Linked DNA regions of Bicyclus anynana: region 1 is linked to region 2. Evidence: chromatin contacts called from public Hi-C data. All regions are on one chromosome and are shown on one strand. Each heading gives the region's core, a stretch centred on a gene start, on an enhancer-like site or on the middle of the called end of the contact. The rest is flanking DNA. Distances are from core to core; before and after follow the strand shown. Region 1 holds the start of LOC112049404 (RNA binding protein fox-1 homolog 3). Region 2 overlaps LOC112049404 (RNA binding protein fox-1 homolog 3).

Region 1 (3,993 bases), core at 1,242-3,741, 64 kb after region 2:
TAGGTAGGTTTTGTATGTTGGTTCTTAAACTATGGAATAGTAAATATTTAGGGTAGGGTATCATAATGGTAAATATTTAAAAATCACTAACAGATACCTAATATTAATTAGCCCGATAAACCGCATGGTAATAATAATAAATCGGCTTATTAGCTTACGATTTAAAAACAACTGTAGACCTTGAACTCTCTTGTGGTATGTAGCAGGCACTATATGGTAGGAGTACCTATGTATAGCTTGTGATACCATATTTTTAATAAATCTTTATTTGATTTATAGTACGAGATCTAGCATAAGAAAAATATACCCTCACCCAATGATAATTTTATACTACAGATCGATTACGTCCCTACAAAAAACCGCAAAAAGTGACCCGAATATTAGGCTACAAAATAGCCGCACACATGCACAACTTTGTCTTTAATTCCATTATTTATTTATGTATATAGTTTTTACACTTCCTATACACAACTCGATATTATAGACGATATTTAGGTATCATTTGTTTAAATAACGTTCGTTGTTGATCACAACTAACATAGATATGTGGAATGTTCCTCTTTTGAGCGCCTCATTTTTCATGACCTAGTAACACATCTAACAGTATTTAACATCATTGCCCTCACCTGTGTCGCTGAACATTATCTATAATTTATTTCATAGCACTCATTAATAACAGATGAGGGTATATATTTCTAATGCCGGATCTTAGACCATTACATATTATTGATTAAGAATAAATGAGGTGCAATCATAGTCAGATTCTGTGGTATACTTACCTATACTACAGAATACATATTATTATGAATATGTATAGTACGCGCCAAATTTCTAGTCCTCTCTGACGTTGCAACACGCAGAATTGCGCAAATATTTTAAAACTGCTGGTTATGTTTTGTACACATTGGCCTCCTGTTCAGATCGGACTCGAAGTTTGGCACATACCTAGTATAGGTACCTACCTATTTATATCACAGAAACTGTCTACGATTGCAAGACGAAGATTCACATTTTTGAATTGGGTAGGTAGATAGGTAAGTATTTATTAGGAGATAGATACCTACCTACCACGCGGAAAATACCGCTAACAAACAGATGGTTTACAATGTGTTTGAAATGTCTTCTAGCAAAAAATGAAAAAGATAAACTGCTAAATCGTACACATTAGGCGTAATAGGACAGACAGTTCTGTTTATTATTGTTGCGCGTCCCGTTTTTGAATAATGAATTATGGTGAACCTACGTAGGGGGATATTTTCATGCTGTGGTTCATCAAACCGTTCCATTTGCTGTTTGCGAGGGGAGACGAAGATAAAAATATAAACGCAATTCGCTTGTGCTAAATAAACCAGACTTTAAAGTGTTACGAATCATCTAAAATTATTGTAACGATAATTTAATCCACTTAGTTATTATTGTTATGTACGTATGTCTATGTATCACAGTATACATACTATTTCATGTACCTACTCCCGATTTGCATCTCTTTCTATCTAGTACAGCTTGCCCTGATGGGGAAAGGAACGGCAACAATGGATTCATTCACGGTTCAATGTCACAACAATGAATCGTCTGGAGTAATTACATTTATACTAGTTGGCCAGCTGCCGATCGCAAATTAAAGCTGCCCGTTATTACTATAATCGTTCTAAGTTACTGCTAGGTTAATGCACCCTTAGTTGCTGCAAATAGAAAACAAAATTCTGTTTCAACAAGCTTGCGTATTAATAATATTTTTTGTCTATGCTAATTTGATATTTAGAACAAATAAGGACATAATCCTTTCAAATGTGATTCAGCAAAATTATTAATTAAGTTCGGTACTCGCTTTAGCAGCGTAGTCGCTATGTCCTTTCGATAGTGAACAACTTCACGCCACACAACTACCATTCCATTGTTTTATTGTTAATTTTAGCACATTTTTTGTTTATTAATAACGTTAATTAAACGTCGTACTGTTTACAATTGCATATAATACAGTTTTTGTCGTTCAAAGCACGATATATCGTAACGATTATTGACATGCGCGTAGAAATACTTTTATTTACCTATCTCGGCATTCTAACGTTACAATCACGTCGGTGTCGCAACTGCGAACGGAAATCCTTTTAATTAACAAGTATACCTCTATGAATATTAAAATAAATCAAAATACTCACGGGGTAGTACATCCCCTGCGGCGGCAAAAAAAAGGCCCCCGAACCCCACAGCTTGCCGTTTATATTTACTTTGTGTTGCACAAAATACACTCAACAAACGCCACTCGATCGGGCGTTAACTCCGCACCACAACTTTTATAAACTCGAGATAATCATGAGTATTGAATGTACTAGTTAACAGTGAAGGATGAAACAAAATTGTAAAATTTTAGGTTATGTAGATATAGCGCGGAGGAACGCGCTATAGCACTGAAAGCGGTTGACGTCGATGTGCAACAACGGACGGGCACGCGTGGCGACTCACCGAGCCCATGCGATCCGCCATCTGCGAGAGAGGGACGGAGCGAAGTTCCGAAATCCGAACGGAGTCGGATTTGTGATGCGATATGCCGTCTCTTTCTGTCGTTTATAACACAACAATACAAGCTATTTGCTATGGTTATGCTTTCGTATTGTGCGTAACTTGTTATTAATACTATTTTATTTAATCTAATGTTAATGTAACTATATTTTCTGTAGAGTGTAAATTACACATCACTCAAGCTAATAAATTCTCTAGATAAAAGCTCTGTCAATGGATCAAAATACATTGAGTATTTTTTTATTTTTTAACAAGGTTCAATTATCTAGTATCTTGCTATTTTGTAAGTAGCTACAGTACAGCCTACAGCCAATTTGCCTTTTTGTTTTTTACTTTTATATTTCCTAGCAAAATGTTTGGAGACGGGAATGAGCGTGCAGCATAAATAGATGCTGAGACGAGAGCTTGTTTAGAGTAGCCGCGTATACATCTGTCTCGGTCGTTTTGCCGAGAGGGGCTGAGATCAATGAATCGCTCCCCGGGCGTCATCCCAACTCGTGTGCTGCGCGCTCCCTCTCATTCCGGATCAAGCTATTCCCGCTCACAAAAAATATTTACTCATCTTTATTTTTTAAATACAATAGCAGGTAGTATAATATATAGGTAGGTATAATACATAATGTTATAACAAACCGAATAACTATTATTATGTAGGCGTAATTTATAAAAAAAAACATATACCTACTTAATGTTTTAAAATTAATTTCAGTTATCCTACCTTTGTTAGTCAACTAATTTGAAAATTACTGGCAACCTCTAGTAGGTATATATGTATAGGAAAATGGGTAATCTATGTCCCTACTTATTGCAACTACACTATCTAGCTATAAAATCATAAAAATAGGCAGGTAGACATTGTTTACCCCGGGTTACCTACACATTCCTATTATCTCCATATTTTCACGTATGTTGGTTGGTAACCTACACATTAGGTAGATAATAATAAAACAATAGGCAGGTACTGACAAGCACTTACTAAGGCAATTAAATAACAATTAATATCATTCATAATACCTACTGCGTGGCGTGGGCTTCTACCCATTTTCTAAATCATTAGTGGATCCGCTAACAAAGCATGAACAAATTAATTCAATTTATTTAGGTAAGTGTCTACTTACCTAAATATTGTTTTGTTATACTATGAAAGCTTTGCTTATAAATTATCACGTAGTTAGGAAGGAAGGAAATTCGTGTTAAAAACCGTGTTACAAACCAAGCGACCCCTAAAAATAAAAATATTTGGGAATGAATAACCCACATCTGTTGCATCTTTCCTCAACATCTTTATTTAACCCTCCTTTTTACGTGTGAACAAAGGTTCCCTTCCGTTCTCGTCATTAGTTTAAAAGATTTGCGTGTACACAGTGACACACATCTTAGTTTTTAATTCATTCACTGTTTAGGTATTTTACAAATCTCCAAATTTTTTTTTTGTAGAAACAAACGAATAATCTTCTTTTCGCTATAATAAAT
Region 2 (4,635 bases), core at 939-3,438:
TAACCTTTTGTATCTAAAACTGCATAAATTATATTTTTTACCTCAATTACCGGTCTTATTACTATTTCTTTAATTAAAATTCTAAACAATAATGGAGATCATACCGCTAAACTAATACCTTCTAATGGTGCAAACTATGTAACTATTAAAAGTCTAACAAGTACTAATTGGTAATAAATTAAAATAGTATGCATTAAGTTTTCAGGATACAGAAGCGTGAAAGGTTCTATAATGACGAAGAATAAAGTTGACATGCCACGATCTATATTAAAATCTAATTACAGTGCTCGTTTTTAGTAGAAAGTTTCATAAAGATGTAAAAATATCGTCAAGTTAATTTTAGCGTTCTAGAAGTAAATATACCAAAAAAATATTCTACAACATCTATCTATACAGAAAGTAAAGAAAGTACCTAATAATAATTTTCTATGTTTCAACTAGGAAAAGGTTACACATTTTTCGCATTTTTACTTACAAGGCAACTATGCAGCCTTTATCAAATAATTTTTATATTTTGTATTATTAAATTAAACATAGAGTGAGTAAGTAAGCAATGATATTTATTAAATACAATATTTTATGATTACGAGCGCAAGCGGATGTTCAAAGGCGAAAAATGCATATCCTAGGAAAGTTAATTACAATAAAATAAGAGTGATTAATTATAGAGTATAAAGGTTAGATTCGTACCAATCATGTTACTGGAAAAGGGATAGGAAATTGTTGTGTTGTTTAGGATAGGAGATGCCATGGGATAAGCTTCGCGTCCTGTTTAAATTCAACAATAAAAATATTAGAAGTTCTATAATTATACTAAAAGCCTAACTCGATGTGCAATGTTTAACAACAAACTCGATGTTAAATGTTTGATGTAAAATAAAGTTACAAAGCCGATTGTCATTTCATACCTAATTTATATGAAAATATGTAACATTTTGAAATATAATAAATATTTCAAAATGTTTTTCGTAAAATATTAACTACATCTCATTGTTATAAACTTATTAATCAAAAGTGTCATTTATTTATTTATGAACGAGTTCTTTAAAATTATTAATAGGTGCAAAATGACTACCGGTTTTGTTTTTAATAAATAGCGCACAGCGAGTTTGGCTTTAGTTATGTTTCTATCTATTTGAAAAAAATAATAATTTAATATAATTAATTCCCAATATTTTTTATCAGTAATCCTGAACATTTTCGTTATAACTTAGTGTTCATTAGTTATGATAAAATCATTAGCTTTTGTTCTCTATAAAGCAATTAATGATTATAATTGCCCATAACATATTAAACTTGAAACTTTTACATATTTTTTTGTTAATGTAGAGTGTTGTGAATGCCTATTACTGGACCATAAAGCATCGTAAGCGATCTATTGAATATATCGCCAACGGGTATATTTTTAATTTATAAGGAACGAACGAAGAAGAAAACGAACAGAGGAATCATAATTGGCAAGAGAAAGACGAGGAAGGTAACAACAAAAAATACAAAAGCAATGTGTTTTATTATAGATCTACATTTGCTTTCATATTTATAGTACCTATGTTAGGAAAAAATGTGCGTTGTGCAACCACCAAATTAATGCATAGCATAAAACTAATAAGTACTAATTACAACTTTAAATTAATAAACGTACAGTTAGTGACGGTGGTTTCACACACATGTATAAAAGGTGAAATTCTATAACTTACTGAAACAATTGTAAAAACACCTGAATTTTATTGTTTTTTTTTATATATCATAAAATACACAACTGAAATCATTGCATCGTTTACACAATTGGATCAGTAAGTGCTCGGGGTCGGGGTGGGGTAGGTGCGGGCGGTGCGGGGGCGGTGCTGCGTGTGAGTACTCACGGTGCGTATGCGTGCAACGGCGAGGCGAAGGCGGCGGCGCGGGGCATCACGGCGGAATGGAGGGGGTGGGGGTGCGCGGGCGCGGCGGGCGGGCGCGGCGAGCGGCCGCGCAGCACGGCCGCGCCGCGGAGAGCCGCCGCGGGGGCTACATGCAACACACAACGAGCTACTGGCATGCGTGCGCGTTACCTGCGTCGCTGCGCGGCGCGCGGCGCCAGCACGAGCGGCGGCGCGGGCGTGGCGGCGGGCGCGGCGCCCAGCCACGGCCACGACACGCCGGACACCCGCAGCCCTGCGCACACACGCGCCGCTACATACCTGGCTCGCTCGAGCCGTCGAGCGCCCGCTGCCGATAGTCGAGGCGCCCGTGCTTCTTGCGATCCGCTTACGTACTGCGCGCTACTTACGCGCTACGGGTGTGTTCCGTTCGAGAGAATGAAACACGTCTTTCGACAAATATCTTAAACCCGAGATACTAAAAATGATGCAGAAACGTGGAAGCTGAAGATTTAGCTTTATAAAAACGCATTTTTACTCAAGTTAATAAAGAACTTAATGAAGTGTATCATATAAATACCGGTCTAGGAGTCGCGGCGTGGCGCTGCACGCTTATACATATTAGATGCAAATCCAAAATGCTAACAAGTTATTGTCCAATCATTAATCACAAATAAACAATAAATCTAATGTTACTATTCACTATGAGCTAGAATGCAAGTCAAAATAACTAATATAATCGAGTATCCATTATTGACATCGAGTGTACCGCCGAGACAAGGCCATGCCACATTACAGCACGACTTCAATTACATCGCCGAAGTATAAAATGCTCACCACCGTGCTATTTATTAAACACATACCTACTTTCTGCTCTAAAGAAGCATGGCCGTTAGAATATCTTTACATATCGGTGACATACGACATCTCATCGAGCATTAGAACTAATGAACCATAGTCCCACCACATAAGTAGAAAAAGATCATGCTCGAATGAATGTTATTATAATAATGTAATCGCGAAAGCTTGGGACGATCAGAATGGATTGATCTATATAGGGAACGTGAGGGTCTCACCTTCGGGCCACTGGACACACACTGAAACAAAACAACGGAGGACACATTACAACATTGTTCTCCCATATGGGCAGACTACACAGTGATAACGGTCCTAGAAGACATTCTCCACTACAGAATGGAAAAATTGATAGTGCAAGACTGAAACCGCATTCATTCTAACAAGTTGATAAAATAGGAAATTTGGATAATTATTATTAAAGTGAAAACTAAGAAGCCCACTAGTTCAGGTGTTATCCGGACAGGTGTTGGTCAGGCTGGGTTGCCGGAGACAGGCCGGATATTTACAAAGATAATATGCATTATTTACTTAAAATAATTTAAGATCTTTATTTTCTCAAAAGAATTACATAAAATTTCGCTTATATGAGAAATATAATTAACTAAACTAAGATATTTATTTATTAGCATAATTATGTTCATGCGAAAAATGCATTTTACTTTCTATTAAACTCGAGAATGTTTGCCATTCTTTAGAGTATTGTTTATGGTGAGTAACAGTGTAAATATTTACAACATATTAATTATATTTTTGTTTTTTTTATACCTATAGAGTTATAGACGCAAGTGCACATGTGCATATTGGGCTGTCTCCGGCGGCCGTGGTGTCATTCTCTAAATAGCATTCACCTAAGCACTAACATTCCAACGTATCTAGGTAACATGTAACACGTGGAAACAGTAACATGGACAACACCGATGTGTATAAGCCAGCACCCTCACCCAGAGTGGGAACTGATCCGTTTCTAGCCAGAATATCTGGATGGGTTAAAAGAGAAAATCCTAAGATGCATTATATTATATAAACATATACATATTGAAACTAATTGTTCATAGGAGAAGTGGTGAATTGTATCACTATATGACAGGTTTAGTTAAGTGCAGAGTACACGGTTATCGGGATTTTTTTAATATTTTCAACAAAAAAAATATGGTTATTGTATTATAAATTTTTGCTCACCGTTCGGAACCGCAGGCGGTTTTTTCGTCTGCACTCTCGCTGTGGCGTTATTAACCTGAGCGGGAAATTAAAAATATATTAAAAAATGAAATTTTAAGCCCAAATTGCACCCAAAATCATTTATTTTTTTATTTAGAACCCAAATTTATTTTGAATTAAAAAAAGTTCAGTGAGATTCAAACTCATTAGAAAATACTGTGCTCCATTTTTTTTTTTCACCCGCATCAAGGTCACATTTGCTCATATAAAAAAATTCCACCAAAAAATAAATTACCTAATAAAAAGATTAGAATAATTTTCAAATCGGAGTAATAGTTTTTGAGAACAGACATTTAATATTTAAAACTTCATAGATTAGTTATCAAAAATGCAATATTTATAGCATCGAGATGGAAATAACAATAATATTTTTATAAAAAACTAGTGACTGACAAAAAAAAATTGATTATTCCCTGGGTTTCTACAGGATACCATCATCAGTTCCTGACCTGGTTATCATGGGACTACCACGAGCTTATAAACCACCCTTTCAAACAAAAAAGAATTTTCTAAATCGGTCCAGGGGTTTTCAAGTAATCGGGAAACATACATGAAAAATAAAAAAAAAGATTCTGTAGAATTGAGAATTCCTCCTCTATTTTTTCAATTGGTTAAAAACTGTTTTAAGTTGTGTTATGGCTGTTAAAGTTATTGTAATAAAAATACATTAAAGATAACATTAATAATGGAACCACCTGCT

The links. A called contact is a pair of places that touch in the nucleus more often than the background predicts.
Region 1: a Hi-C map of whole body shows a contact between it and region 2, with 4 times the contacts expected there. The contact joins the promoter of LOC112049404 here to the enhancer-like site in region 2. A contact is called at or near these places in 2 of 2 Hi-C or Micro-C datasets (whole body and whole larva).

Annotation. Positions count from the first base shown.
Region 1 is chr5:8,849,617-8,853,609 of ilBicAnyn1.1, forward strand. LOC112049404 (RNA binding protein fox-1 homolog 3) reads right to left here and starts at 2,492. Exons shown (of 13, transcript XM_052881830.1): 1 at 2,160-2,492. The coding sequence starts at 2,171.
Region 2 is chr5:8,785,798-8,790,432 of ilBicAnyn1.1, forward strand. It overlaps LOC112049404 (RNA binding protein fox-1 homolog 3), which reads right to left. Exons shown (of 13, transcript XM_052881830.1): 6 at 3,897-3,951; 7 at 2,936-2,956; 8 at 2,052-2,154. Among protein-coding and RNA genes, the nearest start is that of LOC112049408, 13 kb to the left of the region's middle. Within about 2 kb of position 2,189, at least 8 of the 8 cell types and tissues checked have open chromatin away from gene starts, as enhancers often do.